Linked DNA regions of Zea mays: regions 1 and 2 are each linked to region 3. Evidence: chromatin contacts called from public Hi-C data. All regions are on one chromosome and are shown on one strand. The core of a region is the stretch at or near the end of the contact, and the rest is flanking DNA. Distances in the headings are between cores, read along the strand shown. Region 1 holds the start of LOC100276638. Region 2 holds the start of LOC103645469 (ankyrin-2). Region 3 holds the start of LOC100285436 (synaptic vesicle 2-related protein).

The links. Hi-C and Micro-C count contacts between places; a contact is called where the count stands out from the background.
Region 1: a contact with region 3 is called in a Hi-C map of bundle sheath, with 3 times the contacts expected there. The contact joins the promoter of LOC100276638 here to the promoter of LOC100285436 in region 3. A contact is called at or near these places in 4 of 25 Hi-C or Micro-C datasets (bundle sheath, ear, leaf and 1 more).
Region 2: a contact with region 3 is called in a Hi-C map of endosperm, with 2.4 times the contacts expected there. The contact joins the promoter of LOC103645469 here to the promoter of LOC100285436 in region 3. A contact is called at or near these places in 3 of 25 Hi-C or Micro-C datasets (bundle sheath, ear and endosperm).

What each region holds. Positions count from the first base shown.
Region 1 is chr1:258,727,918-258,731,538 of Zm-B73-REFERENCE-NAM-5.0, forward strand. It overlaps LOC100276638, which reads right to left and starts at 2,012. Exons shown (of 1, transcript NM_001150376.2): 1 at 1,136-2,012. The coding sequence starts at 1,916. The coding sequence ends at 1,311.
Region 2 is chr1:258,509,446-258,513,376 of Zm-B73-REFERENCE-NAM-5.0, forward strand. LOC103645469 (ankyrin-2) reads left to right here and starts at 2,342. Exons shown (of 8, transcript XM_020543799.1): 1 at 2,342-2,488. The coding sequence starts at 2,342. LOC100193638 (MYB-type transcription factor) reads left to right here. Exons shown (of 3, transcript NM_001138737.1): 1 at 1-261; 2 at 426-552; 3 at 1,085-2,187. The coding sequence ends at 1,948.
Region 3 is chr1:258,997,804-259,001,390 of Zm-B73-REFERENCE-NAM-5.0, forward strand. LOC100285436 (synaptic vesicle 2-related protein) reads left to right here and starts at 2,114. Exons shown (of 7, transcript NM_001158329.2): 1 at 2,114-2,345; 2 at 2,934-3,124; 3 at 3,278-3,554. The coding sequence starts at 3,298. LOC109943771 (a long non-coding RNA gene) reads left to right here. Exons shown (of 2, transcript XR_002266851.2): 1 at 1-429; 2 at 550-767.

The sequences.
Region 1 (3,621 bases), core at 762-3,261, 270 kb before region 3:
TTGCATGCAAGCCGCCGAAGCCAGCCCCCGTGGCTCCCTCAACTCACGCTGCATGCGTTCTTATCGAGGCAAATTTTTGCATGTGTTCTTAATTAAAATGTAAATTTGAAGGAGCTGAGTGTAGCTCAGTTGGTTGACAGTATGGATGTATGCCCAGATCCAAGCCCTCAAGTCCAAGTCCTTGTCGTGGTAAATTTTTTCATGTGTTCTTAATTAAAAACCCTTCTATATTGGTCAAGTTTTTTTAATAGATATACCCAGTTTCTTAGGCGTACTACTCTTTTTGCACAATATATAGAAAATGGTGACTAATTATCAATTACCATCAAATTTACTCAATCATTTCCACAACACTTTTACAACGTGATGCTTATAACTAGCAAATATGAATGCTCATATGTGAAAAGTAAGGATATAAAACTTATACCAAATGTCGTGTTAGCTATTCAAAGGAGTACATTATTTATCTCCGAAATTGTTTGAGCTAGTTTAACCTACTTATCAATGCATGTAGCTATGCTATGCTAGCTTTGATGGATGTTCATTTCGGAATGATGAGTTGAAATGTGTGCATTTTGTTCTTTTTCGTCCTTCCAAATTGGGTTCTTGCTGTGTTCTCAGTTGCATCTAGGTAGTGAATGATTAATCATGTTTTCCCAGTTAAATCTTCGACTGTGAATAGGTACCAAAGCATTTAGTCTATACTTAGAGTATAATATTAGTGTTAAGGTGATATTTTGCTACACGGATATTTATATATCATAGTGACAGTTGTTGTTACATATCTATGTTTTATATGGATTTTTAACTCTCATAGCAACACGGGCACATATCTAGTTTAATAAAAAAACAGCTGAGGGCGGAGGTGGAGCGTGTTGGGCTGGACCATTGTTAAACCTTGTCAGGCCCCTGACCCTGATGGCCGTAATCATTAATCAACTAATCACGGCTATCAATAGGAATGGGTCGGACAACTCGATCATCAGGTTATTCGCTTTGATTAAAGTCAGCTGTTTAGATTGTTACAACTCTAATCTATAGAAATAAAATATTGTAGCAGATGCAGATTAAAGTCAAGTAAACAAGTATATGACGTACAGGAAAATATATTTTCGCTTTGTATACCTCACCTTTTGAGATTATATTTAGATATTATAGAGTGCTTTTATAAGAAGTCCTATTGGCCATAATCACGGCTACAATCGAATGTAAGTATTTTTTATCGTTCACAATATATATATTTTGCCTAACATATATTTCTGCATTTTATAAGTTCCTGTTGCAAAACATAAGTGTCATCTTCTACGTCGTCAGTTGCCATTGTTTCCCCAATAGGTCTGTCCGGCCCGCGCGCCGTCGGCTGCCGGGTCGTCCGCCTCCGCCCCTTCAACCGCGTCCGCCGCCTTGACCGGCTCCTCGTAGGCCACCTCGCCAGCTCCCGGCGCCGGCAGCCAGCCCGTGGCCGTCCTCCCTTTCCCCTCGGGGTTGAGCAGCGACGCCCACATTGCGAGCTGCTCCTGCCTAGTGATCGTCCCTTCGCCCTCGTACATCGGCCGCTGGCGTCGCTCCCGCTCCCGCACGAGCACCTCCCCCTCGGCGCCTTCGCCTTCCACGGCGCCTGCGCCGCCCAGGCCGCCGGCTCCAACCCACGGCGCCGGCCTGTGTGCCCAGTACGCCGGCGCCGGCAGGTGGTGGTGCACGCCCGCGAACGGCAGCCACTTCCCGGCCTCGGCGGCCGCCGCCGCCGCCGTGCGCCGCTGCTGATTTTGATCTCCAGCCGGCGCCAACGCCAACGTCCCCGTCCGGAATGCGGCCGCCTGCTGCCTTCCCATCGGCCGCGCGGCTGAGGCACCGTGGAGCATGGCGAGGAGGTGGAACGCCGTCGCGACGGCGATTGCGGCGAGAACGCGAGCCATGTTTGATGCAAATTGCGATGGTGGTGCGGGAGCAGTGACCAAACGATGGAGGGTTATAAGGATTTTTATAGTTGATGGTTCGACCAGATGGTTAAAGCAAGCTCGGGATGAAGTGAAATGGTTTTGTGCACCTGTCAAGGAAAGGAACTGGAGGTGTGCTGTACTTGCCTCCCAGCTACTGCCGTCTTACCCATAACGGCGTTGACCGCCTGCCGTGCATGCTGCCGGAGAGGAACGTGGTTAGGTTGGTCGCGTCCATTACGTGATTAGGACTTAAAATAGAAACCAAACATTCCTAATTTAAAAAAAAATTATTTTAACCAAGCTACAAGTGCCCTTACATGAAAGCACCGATTCACTTTAACCGAACTTTCAGAAAAAAATATACAAATATCAAGACACCATTCTAGACTCTATAGTTCAATATTCACTTGAGCATATGGTGAACATGCATGGCATCCTGGTTTTCGATCGTCTACGGACATTTGACCAGCTCTCCGACCCAAAATATAATCTGTTTTAGACTATACAAATATTCATTAATTAATCTACGAATGTAGTTTGTATGTATATCTACGTTCTTTATTATTAGGATGAATGTGAACGAAAAAAAAGTGTCAGAAAGAACTATATTTTGGGACGGAGGGAGTACGCACTATTCACCATGTGACGGCATCATCCCGTGAGAACTCACTTGTCTACACCTATTTATATAATCCATCTATATCAATATAGTAGTCGTTTTAGCTCTTCTTTTTTATATCTAAATTCAAATAAATGATATTGAATACTTTTTTTATATCTAAATTCAAATAGATGATATTGAATATAAACACATCTATAAAACATGTACATTAAATATTAAATGAATGCACTATTTTACTAAAATGAATTTTAATTTGAGACAGAGAGTATCTTATTACATCAGAACGTTGTACTACAAAATGTATAGCCTTCTCCGACAAATATTCAGTGACACAAGAGCTATATTATTATTAAATCATTGGTGTGTTATGATGAGTTTATATATTTGACCATCAAAGTCAAAATACACTTTTGAATTGTAACATTCCCTATCGTCTTCTATATTCACAAATGTCACACTCCCCCCTAATTTCTACCTCAGTACGTGCATAGCACTACGTGATTTCACCTTTTTTCTAATTTTCTCACAATATATTATGTATTCATGTGTCATTTCTTATTATATTTCGTTATGTGAATAGAAGACATAACTAAACCATTATATTCCTCGCAAATATTTAGCAATATGTTCAAAACTTGGATAAATAGAAATGAATTTTATTAGATAAAAACTATTCTATAAATGAGATGTAGCAACACAAAATTCAAAAAGAAAATAATCTATTATTTAGATAAATGTCTTAAATATTTGTTTTGTTTTCGTCATGCCGATTCATACAAGCTTTCATGAGCTTGTAATAAAATGTGCCAAGATGTTTATAAAGAAGTCCTTAAATCGCACATCCAATTTTCTCAGGTATCGATATATTTCTAGTAATTTTTATAGAATTTTTAGGTTAATATTTATAGAATTAGACTAATTTTTGAACTCCATAAAACTAAAACTAAGTTAAATCTTTTTTTTAACTCATCCTAGTCGCTGGGCCAAATTAGTCTCGACCCACCCTCTCACGCTACCTTCGAGTCTGATCGGCTGCAACTGCAAGCCGTTCGCGTCCTC
Region 2 (3,931 bases), core at 1,092-3,591, 490 kb before region 3:
GATCCCGGGCACGGGCATGACGATGCCCGCCGGCATGGCCTCCCTCCTGGTCGGCCGCCTCGGGATGCAGGCGCCGCCTGGCATGGTGCTGCCCGGAGGAGCCCTGGCGGCGGCGTCCGCCGGGTACGGCGGCATCATGTCCAGCGCCCTGCGCGCCGCCTGGAGCGGGGCTCAGCAGCAGCTGCCGCCCCACGCGGGCGGTGGCATCGGCGGGCATAGGGCGCAGCACCACAAGGGCCCCTGGACCGAGGCGGAGGACGTGTGAGTACTTGCTCCCCTGAGTTCTCATTCTTCTGCTCCTTTTTTTTTCTCGTTCCCTTTTGTTTCGATTCGGTGCAAGTAAGGAGAGTGTTTGGTCGTGGCTGCTGAACGTGTGCCGGCGGCCGGCCGCGCGCTTGCTCGATCCGTGGTTGCTCGCTTTGCAGAGTCCTCAGGGAGATGGTGATGAAGCACGGCGACCGGAAGTGGGCGGTGATAGCGCAGTCGCTCCCCGGCAGGGTGGGCAAGCAGTGCCGCGAGAGATGGACCAACCACCTGCGCCCCGACCTCAAGGTGCGTATTCTCTTTTTTCGATCGATCCATCTTCTCATTCGATCTCTCAGATCTTGATGCGTGGATGGAAGCTTTGAATTCGATCTGTGTGCAGTGTAGTGTAGCTGTGGCTTGGGGGAGCGATATCCCCTCGCTCTCCCCACACATGATTCGCGAGGGGGGGGATTTTTCTTTGCCTTTAATTCCTACGTAAACAAATCCTGCTAAATTTTGGTCTAGATTCGAAAGTGGGGGCATTAACTCGGTAAGAATTAGTGGGAGTTGCATGTGTTTTTACTCTGCCCACTAACTGTGGCAATATAATTAGCCACGGCCGGATTGATTGCCGTGGAGAATATTATTCATTTTTTCTAGCTTATCTGTGGTTATATATGTATGCGCATATACATGCCAAGTTTGTGACCACCGATGGGGCATTCTGATCGTCGATTAACCAACCTAGTGTGCTTTATTTGGATCTTTTGAGCTGCTGCTGCGCACCGTTTGCTTGCTTTTCTTCTCTGACATGCAATGCAACAAAAATAATTAACAGAAGAGCGTGTGGACTGAAGAAGACGACATGGCGCTGATCAAGGCGCACAAGCGGTGCGGCAACCACTGGTCGACCATCGCCACGTTCCTGCCCGGGCGTTCCGAGAACGCCGTGAAGAACCACTGGAACGCCACCAAGCGGAGCCTCAAGGCCAAGCGCCGGCTGAAGAAGAAGAGCAACGCGCAGCAGGTGCCGGCCGGGCAGTGGTCCGTCCTGGAGGAGTACATCCGCAGCCTGTACCCTGACCTCGCCGACGGCGCCGGCGCCGACCAGACCCCGCCGGCGGCCGAGGACTCCCCCCCGTCGTCCTACAACCTCGGGTCGTACTCGTACGGCGAGGTGATCAGCAGCCCAGCGTCCGCCGCCGCGCCGCCCGGCAGCTTTGACCAGATGACCGCCATGGGGCTGTACCTGGGCGCGTCGTCGTCGTCGCCCGCGCCGGCCGAGCTGCAGGGGGGCATGAGCTCCGACATCGTGGCGCCGTTCCTGCACCTGGACCTCAACGCCTACTACGGCGGCGCGCCGGCGGCGACGATGCGGCTTATGGCTCCGATGGGGGGAATGGCGGCGCCTGTGCCGCAGATGATGGAGCACGATCACTACCAGCACCAGCAGGCTTCCTACGCCACCGCCAACCAGCTGCTCACGTACCCCTTCATCGACAACAGCGTCATGTGGCAGCAGGCGCCGTACGCCGCCCATGGCAGCGCCGCCTACGGCGGTGGCGCCGACGCGGCAGGTGCCGGCCCGAGCAACGTCGTCGCCGTTCCGGCGGACGACGTCGACGTCGTCCAGATGGCCTCCAGGGAGTTCCTGACGCCGTCGGAGGACGAGGTCACCCTGGACCTGGCCAGGTTCCGTTGACACAGCAGCTAGCAGGCTCGTCGATCGTCGTCAAAAAACGCAGAAGGGGCGTTCGTCCAGCAGTTTGTTTACTGCCGTGTTCGTTCCTTATTATTGCGTTGTTGTATCTTTTTACATGTTTGTTGTACTGGCATTTCAATTCCCCGGCGGAGAAACCGTCCGTGTAGTTCCCGTTTCAATAACCTGGACCGTATGTTGTAATGTTTGGATTACCCCTAATGACAATTTCATTTGCTTGTATTTGTATGACTACTCTTTGATTTTCCAAATCTCGATCCGTACTCGTATGGTTGCAGGTATGCGCACTAGCTAGGTAGTTCAATTTTCTTGCAGTCGCCATGACGATCGAGAGCTTGCAAACGCCATGGCCGCCATGAGCGAGAGCTGGCGGCGATGGCGAGTGAGGACGGACGGACGACGCCGCTGCAGGCATTAAAGTCAAATCTAGCCGCCGTCATCTTTTTGCATGCAGGCATGCACAGTGCCATGCAAGGCGCGCGCGGCGCGGCTAGACTAGAGATGGCGTCCGCGGCCGGTGTCGTTTGTCCTGTCTCCTAGCTGCTGTGACGTCGGCGGCCGGTGGGTGGTAGTACGCACGCTATCTGCAAGAGAGAGATGGATCGACATCTAGCTGCAGCGCAGGCAGCTAGCGCGTCGAATCCGCGCTCCATGCTGCCGTGCCGATTATCTTTAGCGGTAGTAAACCTCCATTAAAATAATGGCGTTTAGTACGTAGTGGTGGTGGTGCGGCGGCGGCGGCGGAGCCATTTACGTGCCTGCCAAAAACACACGTCCTTGGCATATTTGCATCCCCGTCCAACATGGTAGTGGCAGTGCAGTACTCTTCGCTTTGTTGCTACTAGTCTTTTTTTTTTACATGTTTCTGCTCACTTTTACGTTCGCCCTGAATTTAGGGGTGCCTCTTTGTGCATCTTGTTAGAAAAAAAGCAGCCTTTTTTATACGAGGAGAGACGATCGAGCAGCGCGGATACTGCTGTGTGTGTTGTGTGGTTTGTCCGCTTGTTTTCGCTTGTCTTGCAAAGCTAGCGTGTCCTCCACACGTCCGCCTTTTCATTTCACGAGTTCGGCCGTAGCTAGGACGCGTCTCGGCTTCTCCAAAGGGCCGAGGCTCGCAGTGGAACATGCATGCTCAGCGTGGCCCTTAGCGCGTCACGGTTTATATGCCGCGCGCCGCCGATGGATCGTCATGCCAAACTAGCATTTTATTAGTGTCTTCTTGTTAACTATAACCATTTTTTCTCTCTCTGTCAGCGCGCGGCGATAACGAGTAAGCCGTGAGATCGATCGGATAGGCATCGCAAGTCACTAGCGCGCCGAACAGTCGGTGATGACAGCTAATATATGTCTATTAGGAGAGAAACTTGCCTTTTTCGCCTCTCTCACGCCGCATGGCCTTTTTCTCCTAGGGTCACGTTTTTCGAACTTCCATGTTTGCTGAGGCTTACAGGTTACACCGTGATTCTTCTTTTGTAAGTAATGAGTGTGCTTCGATTCCTCGTCTATGCATGAGGCTGAAGACGCATATTCTTTTTCATTATCGAAAAAACAGGGATAGTTCCATATGGATTAATCAGGAGTACTCCAATATGTGTTTCCATCTGCATTATCAAAGATCATGATGTTCGTTGCTCCTATGGAACAAAAAAAACCAGCAAAGTTGTTCAATTTCAAGTCCAAATTAAAGTTTTGGACGGATACACAAAATATCTAGTACATACGAGTTTTTCACATGTCATGCAGCAGGGAGTTTCCATTTCTGAAATAGGAACTTGAATAACTTGTTAATAGGAGGTATGAAAACCATATAAAAAAAGAGATATGCATAATAGTACGAAAACCTTGTGGCGACCGAAGGCCTGAGGTCACGGTGGAGGGGGGCTCAAACTTCGGTCCTCATCGTGATCAAGCCGCTGATTATACCGATGGACCACGTCGTCCACGACGTCCGTTTGTGCCAACGCA
Region 3 (3,587 bases), core at 864-3,363:
TTCCTTACATGGGGCTCCAACGAGCATTAGGGAGGAGTTTCCATGCTTATCAATGCCTTAGTAAAAATACATGCACGTCAACGTAAGTTTTTATCTCTATCACACTTAAGCTTCCACGATTATATTATGTTACCTTAATTGTATGCTTTACCATCCTAGCTTAGTTATAGGCTAATGAATAGGATTGGAACCTACGTTCTATAACTCTCTGCAGTAGAGATAACAACACTTAGTCAAAATCATAGTTACACATAAGATAGTTTGTTTATTGTATAGGTTTTGACTAGGAGAAAAATAGAGGCATTAGTTTAGAGAAGAAATTAGGTCACCTAAATTAGCCCCCTTCTTAGGTGTCATCATTCCTTTCAGTCTCAATCAAGGCATCCAGACATAGGCGCTTGTTGGTTCTACATATGTCGTCGTTTTAATGTAAGTAATTATTTTATTTAGTTTTTGTTTATATATGTTATTAAATTACTTATTTTATTTAGTTTTTTCTTGATATATGTTATTAAATTACTGATAAGTTGATGTCATCGACCTATTTAGGACCATGAGAGGTGCCTTTTTGTAGAGCATGGATGGTCTTGAAAAGTTGGATGCAAGGTACTTACTTTTCAATGGCTAGTGCAGAGAAAGACGACCACTCGAGTGCTTCAAGCGGTGGGTTTCACGTCCATATAATTTCCCATCAATGATGAACGAAGAGAAGATCAAAGCTACCAATGAACACATTGAGAACCCTCCTCTACGTGATTATGGAGATGTAGTTGTCCTTATCTTTGTTTATCTTGATCCTTGTATTTACCCCTAGAATTAATAATGTCCTCGTCTGCACCATGAATATTGAAAGTGTCATTTTATTGAGTGGATGCATATACCTAAGTCTTATTGGTCAGAGCCAAAGAAAATGAGAAAGAAAAGAAACATATCATAGCCCTCCCAATCCTCTAAAAATGTGGAATTGAAGCACGCTACGCCCTAGTTCCTTTGGAGCTTAGAATAGACAATCGATGCGACCATATGGTTGATTACGATGAGGTTGGTGGGACATTTTTAAATACTTAAAATTGAACATTTGGCATATAATGACCTTTTGTCAATGGAGCACTAGAAAATGAAACTAAAAGGATTCCAAATTTAGACATGAATGTGAGGATACAATTCGATAGAAGCAAGTAATGCAACAAAAATCAAAATATGGATCTCAGTGTGTCAACAAATTTGTTAGAATCCAAAAAGATAAGTTACGTCGCCAAGCATAGAAACAAGATCTATTTAATTTGATATATCTAAGTACAAATGGGTGGTATGTTTGAGAGATGCAAGGGCCATGGAATGCCAGGTAGAAAGCAGAGGAGGAGAGGGCAAATGAGACAAAATTCAATTGCAACTCATGAATGACCTTGTTGCTGGTTTGCACAATGAGTGCTTGGATTGCCTTGGATTATGTAATTATTTTGATACCTTGTTTTTATTTTAATGTAGGTGGCTAATTTATCGTATTTCTCTTTGTAGGAAAAGAACAATATATGCAATGAGCACGCTAGTAAGGTAGCACATGTCAGGTTTGAAAGAAGAAAGACATAGGAGCATAAAGTAAAAATGGCTCTTTGTGTATTATCTCATATTACGGAGGTCCATGAAAGTGGTGAAGATAAAGAGGACACTTCTAGACTTTGCGAACTCATCGATCTTGCAGGAGAAGAAGAGCGAGCAAAGAAGGATGCTTGAATTCTCAAGCCACTGTAAATTGGAGACCAAATACTTCACACAAAAATAAGATAGGACATAGAAAGGTGAGCCTATCCACATGAATAAGATTATCGTAGAGGGTTGGAATGAGGACACTGCGTTACTTTACAATGGTGGTGATGATTAGCTTAACATGTTCTAGTCGATATTTTTGATAGCGTAAAATGCAGCGGTAGTTCTCCAATTTAGCACGCTGTGTCATTTGGATCATCAAATTAAAAAAACGGCAACATAGTTAGTCATGCTAGAAGGATTTCTGCGCTCAAACATATTTTTTCTAAGTAAATTCCTAATATTATTTTTAGAAATAGTTTTAAAAATAAAAATACCACCAAGACCGGAGCGCCCACTACTTCAAACGAAACTGAACATCTCACCAGAAGTGCTACGCTGATCTGCTCTCTAGGCGGCTCGCTCGTTACTCGTTCGTCTTACCGCCTCCCAACAAACAGCGAGCGGCGCGACCTAAGCCGCTCTGCGCCCACCGGCCAGCCGGGGCGGAGAGGGACCGACCGCTCCTCCGTTCGAAGTGCCGGTCCTGAGTCACCGGCGTCGCCCGCATCCGCTGCTCAGCTCGCCCGCCAGCCTGGGTTCGCTTCGTTTCCCTCCACTCCTCCCTTGCCCTCGCCTCTTACTGATTCCTTCGTTTCCTTCGTCTGTCCTCCTCCACCCCGCTCCAGGCCTGCCGTAGCCGAATACCGGTGGCGGTCTCCTCCTGCGAGAGTGCGGCGGGCGCACACACTAGGCTAGGCATACATGTACTGCTCGACTTAAGCGGCAGTGCTCTCACTGTATCTGTATGCACGCTCTGAAATTCGGCCCTGAACTATGGTCTATGGCAAAACCATGGACCTGTAGCTCCGCGTATTTACTCGTGGCGTTTCTTTAGTCTGAGTTGAGAAACCAGTGTCAAGAAGATGTACCCAATCAGCTGCCACTCAAAGTCGACGCTCCTGCGCATCTTCAGCCAATATACCGTACGATCTCTCTAGCCACAAGGAATATACTATGCCGAAATATGGCAGTTCGTCTCCGCTATCGTTACTATGCTGCCCATCTTCTGTAGTTATGCTTCCTTTGTGCTCTCAGCTTCTGTCAATAAAGCATGGCTCCCTTAATTTGCTGGGTGGATTACACTTGCCTTCTGTTTCTGAACATTGACCTCCTTCACTGTGCAGTGGCGATCGGCATCCTCTTTTACTCCAGAAAAATAAAGATCTTCTCGCAAAAGAAAAAAAGGAAAAAAAAGAGAAAATGTCAATGCACTGCAATGGTTGATTCTGAAACTTGGATCAGATAGACACTGATACTCATTCTACTCATCAAATAAGCGTTGTCAGATCACGGTGCTACACACACTGGTTCAGTGGTGAGTCCAGTATGTTCCCTAAAAATGGATTCGTTTTGTATATGGTATTGACAAACACTATAAAAGCAAATACGTGCAATCTCAAAATCTCTGATTGTTGGTTCACCACAAGTTTATGCTTGGAATTTCTTAGAGACACCTTTTGCTTTGCAGAATCTGCAGGTGCTGCTCATATGGAAACATACACTACTGATGACGCTCTTACGCTCATGGGGTTTGGAAAGTTCCAAGCACTTGTCCTTGCATATGCAGGAATGGGCTGGGTTGCAGAAGCCATGGAGGTCATGCTATTGTCATTCCTTGGACCAGTGGTGCGGGAAGAGTGGAATGTCTCTCCCCAAGACGAGAGTCTGCTATCCAGTGTTGTGTTTGCTGGCATGCTAATCGGAGCTTGTGCTTGGGGCTTTATTTCCGACAGATACGGAAGAAAGTAAGGATCTGCTCCAGCAAACTCTTTATGTTT